2 separate regions of the Capra hircus genome follow, and region 2 is linked to region 1. The links are chromatin contacts, called in public Hi-C maps. All regions are on one chromosome and are shown on one strand. Each heading gives the region's core, a stretch centred on a gene start, on an enhancer-like site or on the middle of the called end of the contact. The rest is flanking DNA. Distances are from core to core; before and after follow the strand shown. Region 1 holds the start of CD164 (sialomucin core protein 24). Region 2 has its middle 110 kb from the start of CEP57L1.

Region 1 (3,301 bases), core at 640-3,139:
TTTATCAGAAATTGGAACAAATACAGTACTTTTTTGGGGGTAGGAGGAGAGTCACAAAGTAGAAATAAGTTCAGAGGTTTGTATACACCTGAAAAACGCTAGTTGTTTAAAATCTTTTGTGCTTGTCATGAATGGTTGGTTAGCATAGTGTGTGTTACTTACAATGAACTAAACTGCTGCCTTTCAGACTACAGTTTATCCAACCACCACTTAACAGATGAGACTAATCATCTCCTTTAAACTCATTTCAAAATACACAAATGCAATTAAGGTATCTCCAAACCTCTCTTCAAACACACACACCCTACCAAAAAAAAAAAAAAATTCTAGGAGGAAACCACCAAAAGAGCACAAAACATATTCTGCTCTATCATCTTGGAAATAGTGAGGTTAGAATCTCCAGTATTATACTGCAATTTACTTTCCTCATTAAAAGATGTTTACAATCTTTCATTATATATTTTATTTAAACCCCTATAAAACACAAAAACTAGAGAAGATATTTTCAAACAGATCGGCCTGGAAAAATTCTTACACTGCAGCAATTCTTAGGTCAATATGTTACTCCTTACCCAGTATTAACATGGATAACCAATCAAACTGGACTCAAGTTTTAAATATCTAGGGAGGGTCTTCACTTTATTAACTCAAATTTATCTCCCCCTCTGTTGAGCGTGTTGTCATGACATTGCCTTTTCCGCCCTAAGACTCAGCTTACGTTTCAACCAGTCCCCAAATGGAGTCAGAGCTTAACAAAAAGGTCCCGACCGGGTTCTGAAAAATCGATAGACCTGGGTTCCAATGTCAGCTTCACAATCTCTAAACACAGGGTTCTAGTGGAATTATTTTATCTCCATCCAACTCCTAGGTTTCACCACTTATCTTCCAGTTTAGCCTAGAATACTAAGAGATATATGCGAAACACCGGGTACACAAATAGGCACTTTTTCTCCTTTGCACACATCACCGAATATAGTTTTAATTAATTAAATGCTCAAACTTCAGATATATCCTGCAAAATCTATGTAATTAAGTCCCAAGCGACTAGTTTTTTCAGACCCAGCACTGAGACACCAGCGAGTATTTCTGTCTCCCAGCGTCTCTTTCCTTCTTTCGCCAACTTCGGGAAAAACCTCCCTTCGAAAAGACGACCTGGGTTGCCCGGGTGGACACAAACGACTAACCTCGGGGAGAGGGAGTTGGGTCTCATCGCCAACTTTGGAGGAGGTCGCCTCGCCCCACAATCAACCTCACTGCCGCCACCGCAGAAGGAAGCCACGTCCCCTCTTCAGAGCCTGAAGCGAGGCTGGGGATTACGAGGCGCTTTTAAACAACACCTCGGAGCGGAACACTGTGGGGTCCGCAAACAACCCTACGCCCCCGAGGCTCCACCAACCCTTCCAACCAGGGCACTCCGCAACCGCGGCCACCTCGGCCCGGCCCCAGCCGGACTCGGACGGGCCGCCATGTTGCCGGACCGCGGCCCGCCCCGGCCCCGCGCACCACACGCAGGGAGGGCGGCTCGGCCCGACTGGCGGGCGGGCGAGCGCAGAAAGCCCGTTGGGCCGGCGCCCACCTGGTGCTGGAGTGGTGACCGGCGGCGGCGTGAGAGTCGTCGGTGACACCGGGACTGTCGCGGTGGTGGGCGGTGGAGACGAGGGTGTAGTCACGTTCGGGGCCACGGTGGTGTTCCTGGCCGCTGTGATCACGCAGAGCGCGGCCAGGCAGCCGACGGCCAAAAGCAGCGGGCGAGAGAGCCCAGACATCGCGGCCTCCGCGCTGGCGCTAGAGCGAAAGCTGGGACACCCTGCGCCGCGTCCGTCGCTCCGTCCACTGCAGCGCCGCCTCCGAGACTCCGCTCCCCCAGCGGGATCGCGCCGGCGTCACATGAGGGCGGCGTGCGAAGGCGGGGCGCCGGCGATACCAAGTGGAATCCTCTGGGAGGAGGGGGATGGAGGAACCGAGAGGAAACCGAGGAAAGGTTTTCTCTCAGGCGACTGTACTGGCCAATCGAAGCAACTGGCCAGATGCAGGAAACTCTTTTCTTTGCCCTCAGGTTGCCACACAGGGCGCGGCCGGGCTTTTCTCGTTCCTGCAATAGAGAAGGATCCCACCTCGACTCAGATGGAACAACCTACATGACGTGGCGACGACGTCCCCGAGAAAGACTTGCTAGGCCCCATGTGACCTCTGGGGCGGCGCCTTCCCGGACGGATTCGCGCTGGGCGGAAGTTGTTTTCGAGCATTTCGCTTAGAACCCCCGGCAAGAGTTAAGTTTTCACAGTCGTCCGGCGTTCCCAGCATGCTTGCATAGGTATCCTTCGAAGCACCCGCGCGTTACCCCTTGAAAGTCGATTTCGCTGAAAGTAACCTTGTGTTTGGACACCCCAGGGAGATGGAGACCCCACGCGTTGAAGGAGTTTGTGCTCCGCCGCCCACCTAGTGAGAGCGGCTGAAACACCGAAAGCAGTCTGCAGGTGCCGCACACCGTCTACTTCTGTCGCGCTTTCCCACCCTGACTTCTCTTGGGGATTTCAGCCAGCGGTAGAAACAGCTAGTCAGTGACCCCTTTGTAGTCGAAGAATCAAAGACAGTATGGGCTGGAGATTCGTCCGGTCTGTTCCCAATCCCACTTTACAGGTGAAAACACCGAGACTCAAGAGACTTGCCCGAAAGGCGCAGTTGCTTAGCCTCAGGGCTGTATTTCAAAATCCCTATCACGGCTCAGCCTTTTAGTGAGATGAGCGCCATCTGATGTCCAGTCTCACAAAAATATTTACAAGTACAGCCGTGCTTACATCAAGTGGTTAAAGTTCGGTCATAAAAGCTGTATTTAACTCTTATTTTCAACTATTTGTATTTATCATATAATTTTAATTACAAACATTAACCCTTTAAAATAATAGGACATCAGTTGCTTTTTTGAGATCTGCTTTGCTATGCAAACCCCGAAAAAGACTGCATGTGCACTTTAAAAAAATCTAAACTTGAAGTCTTTCCTAACCCAACCCTAAAATCCAATCAGTACCCTCCTGACTATGAACATTTGTTCCATCAACTATGCTAGTTGGAGATTTGCTTGGATTTAAACAAAAAACTCGTTTTTTGACTGATCCAACCAATGGCAAGAAGCGTCAAAATACAGCCAAGTAAGTGAGGTCTCATCCGTCTTCGGGAGAAGGCAATGGCAACCCACTCCAGTGTTCTTGCCTGGAGAATCCCAGGGACGGGGGAGCCTGTTGGGCTGCCGTCTGTGGGGTCGCACAGAGTCGGACACGACTCACGCGACTTAGCAGCAGCA
Region 2 (3,665 bases), core at 838-3,337, 180 kb before region 1:
AGCTCAGCTGTTAAAGAATCTGCCTGCAATGCAGGAGACCTCAGTTTGATTCTTGGGTCAGGAAGATCCCCTGGAGAAGGTATAGGCTACCCACTCCAGTATTCTTGGGCTTCCCTGGTGGCTCAGCTGGAAAAGAATCTGCCTGCAATGCGGGAGATCTGGGTTCAGTCCCTGGGTTGGGAGAAGGGCATGGCAACCCACTCTAGTAACTAGTCTTGCCTGGAGACTCCCCATGGACAGAGAAGCCTGGCAGGCTACAGTCCATGGGACTGCAAAAACTGAGTGACTAAGCGCAGCACAGCTCAATAGATGCCAAAGAAACAATTAACACAATTCAGTACCCATTCAAGAAAAACTAAGCTCTTGGTAAACTCACTGGAAAAAAATCCTGATGCTGGGAAAGATTGAGGGCAGGAAGATAAACAGGTGACAGGTTGAAGTGGTTGGATGACATCATCAATTCAATGGACAGGAGTTTGAGCAAACTCGGGGGGATAGCAAAGGATAGGGAATCCTGGCATGCTGCAGTCCATGGGGTGTCAGAATTGGACATGACTGAGCAACTGAACAATAACAACTAGAGGTAAAAGCAGGTTAACCAATTCAGAACATCAGATATATCTGTCTGCATCCCTTCATCCAACTAAAGGTCATGTTCTATAGCCACACCAAAGAGAAGACACGAATATGTTTGTTTGAACAATGCCTAAGGGATGATGGCACTGACTTGGAAGGAACCAGGGTCATTGTCCAAGAGGAGCAGACACATTACACACATTTTCCAAACACATTACATTCAGTTCAGGTCAGTTCAGTTGCTCAGTCGTGTCCGACTCTGTGACCCCATGAATCACAGCACGCCAGGTCTCCCTGTCCCTCACCAACCCTGGAGTTCACTCAGACTCATGTCCATCGAGTCAGTGATGCCATAGAGCCATCTCATCCTCGGTCATCCCCTTCTCCTCCTGCCCCCCAATCCCTCCCAGCATCAGAGTCTTTTCCAATGAGTCAACTCTTCGCATGAGGTGGCCAAAGTACTGGAGTTTCAGCTTTAGCATCATTCCTTCCAAAGAAATCCCAGGGCTGATCTCCTTTAGAATGGACTGGTTGGATCTCCTTGCAGTCCAAAGGATTCTCAAGAGTCTTCTCCAACACCACAGTTCAAAAGCATCAATTCTTCGGCACTCAGCTTTCTTCACAGTCCAACTCTCACATCTATATATGACCACTGGAAAAACCATAGCCTCTTTTCCTACCCTCTATTGGATTTAAAAGACCCATTTCCTGTCCCTCACTGCCCCCAACTGCCCCACTAGCTTGGGAAGGTCTGTGTTGCATTTCCATTCTTTTTGTAGTCACTTTGAAGTTTTTGACACTAATTATACATTTTCCTATAATACTCTGAAGTTACTAAGTATTTCTCTTCTAAACATCCCTGAACCCTTTGAAGCCCACTTTACGCACTGAACACCCTCACACCCTGCTCAAGCTAATCTTACCATCTTTTTCTTACAACTTATATTCTATCACTTTTTAAACATAGTTAATAAAGGGGATTTTGGTTAGTTTACAATTGATAGTTAATTAAATGTATTTATTTTTTTAAAAAAACTACTGAAACAATTCTTGAGAATCTTTTCTGAGACCAAATGAGAGCCCAATGCCTGCCTCACACAGAGTAGGTGCTCAATAAAAGGAACCCACCTTTCCCCCTCCCAGAATAAACAGTTGTTTGTCTCTTTAACACTAGTTATGAGTGCTCAACAGGCGTGGATTCCTCTAGGTTGGATGCATTTCATGGACAGTTGGCAATGACCAACCTCTCCTTATGTTAATTTTGTGAATACTGTATTTGACTGTGTAGCGAGCTAAATGATGCAGGAATAAACGTTCTCATTTCTGAGCTGTGAAGTGTTGAAAATGGATCAGAAAATAAAAGCAGAATGTCCACCCTTTGGGAGAAAAATGTCAGTCTGTGTTGCTGCCACTCTTGGCTGCTAGTTGGAATGCAGCTGTTAAGGCAGCTGTTTAACTGTTTACCCAACTTGAAAGGACACTCACTGCCAAGTGGCAAATAGTTTTCATAACATTTTGCTTTTGCTGAGAACAACAACAGTGCATTTTATTGAGCTCCAGCAGTGTGCCAAACATGACAGATTTATAACTCTGCAGGTTCACAACCTTGACTGAACACGATGCTCATTTCCATTTCTAATATTTGTAAAAAGAATAAATAGGCTTCCAAAGATAGCCTCTACACACACACACAAAAGAAATCAAGATCTTACATATTTTTTGAAAATCCAGCAGATAACTTGAGGAAATACCTCTGGAAATGAAAAACCTTTAAAAGGAAGATTTAAAGTTTTTAAACTTCCTTAAGGTGGCCCAAGATTGACTTTACCCCTTTGTCCAGGACAGATGAGTGCAGCAGTAGCAGAGGAAACATGTCATCTACTGAATCTCTTGCAATAGATGTGTCTCATTCTGGGTCATGAAGTTAATCTGTGTTGCTAATAAAAATATTGACACTAAGTACTTAGCATACTGTTGTATTGAATCTGACAGGCTGTAAACTGGTGGTGGGGAGTAGGAGGGGTTGCGGTCATCAACTATTTTATTTATGAAAGGTATAGGACAAATATAAGCATTTAAAATTAAGAAAATACTTTCATATACATAAGCATGATTTTCTTCTGAGTCCAAAAGTTACGTGGATGATGATCATGTTACACAGCTGTCCACCCACAGTCTATTCCCTCTGGTCAGAAGCTCATGCCTTCAAAAAAGTTATGGAGATATGTTTTAGGCATGTAGAGGGATCCTGTACATACCTATTATTTGTTCCAGCAGAAGTGATAGAAAGCAGAAGTGACCACCACTCAAACATTTAGTGTGTAAGCCCCACAAGTCTTTATGAAGACAATGGAGGTCAGGCAGGGGAGATTCAATCTCATTTAATAAATCAGACTCGCTAGGAGTCGGACACGACTGAGCAACTTCACTTTCACTTTTCACTTTCACTTTTCACTTTTCACATTGGAGAAGGAAATGGCAACCCACTCCAGTGTTCTTGCCTGCAGAATCCCAGGGACGGGGGAGCCTGGTGGGCTGCCATCTCTGGGGTCGCACAGAGTCGGAAACGACTGAAGCGACTTAGCAGCAGCAGCACAATCAAAGCTGAAATAGAGATATTTCTAAAGGTGAACTGGGCTGAACAAAGATGATCAATGGAGACATAACCTGTATTTTCTCTACTATTTACCAAACAGTCATTAACTCATAAATGATAGTCTAATCCAGCTATTTCTCCAAATTATAAAAGCATACATTTCCACAAAGTTGACATGATTTCTTGGGCAATGATAGACAAAGTCTCACACACTGGGTAATGGTCACCAAGGGACTCAGCCACGAGTTTTGTGCTCTTTTTTTTAGGGTAGTAATTGCAAACCATGGATGAAATTTATAAGATCGCTTCCACAGAAAGGATCCAGGTGTTGGAAAAAGAACTGGCTACGCAGTTGACTGAACTGAAGTCTGAGATAGAAGAACAATGGACTCTCCAGGGGTCAGCTCATCAAACTTACAGGTAAATAGTGGCAGTGTGAAGGCATGGTCTTCAAAGAGCTTCAACCCCTACTCACTTCCCATAATCTCCATCA

The links. Hi-C and Micro-C count contacts between places; a contact is called where the count stands out from the background.
Region 2: a contact with region 1 is called in a Hi-C map of blood, with 6 times the contacts expected there. The contact joins the enhancer-like site here to the promoter of CD164 in region 1. A contact is called at or near these places in 3 of 5 Hi-C or Micro-C datasets (blood and liver).

The regions. Positions count from the first base shown.
Region 1 is chr9:28,068,298-28,071,598 of ARS1.2, reverse strand. It overlaps CD164 (sialomucin core protein 24), which reads right to left and starts at 1,889. Exons shown (of 5, transcript XM_018053084.1): 1 at 1,577-1,889. The coding sequence starts at 1,766.
Region 2 is chr9:28,248,478-28,252,142 of ARS1.2, reverse strand. No RefSeq gene overlaps it. Among named protein-coding and RNA genes, the nearest start is that of CEP57L1, 110 kb to the left of the region's middle. Within about 2 kb of position 2,087, at least 2 of the 5 cell types and tissues checked have an H3K27ac peak or open chromatin away from gene starts, as enhancers often do.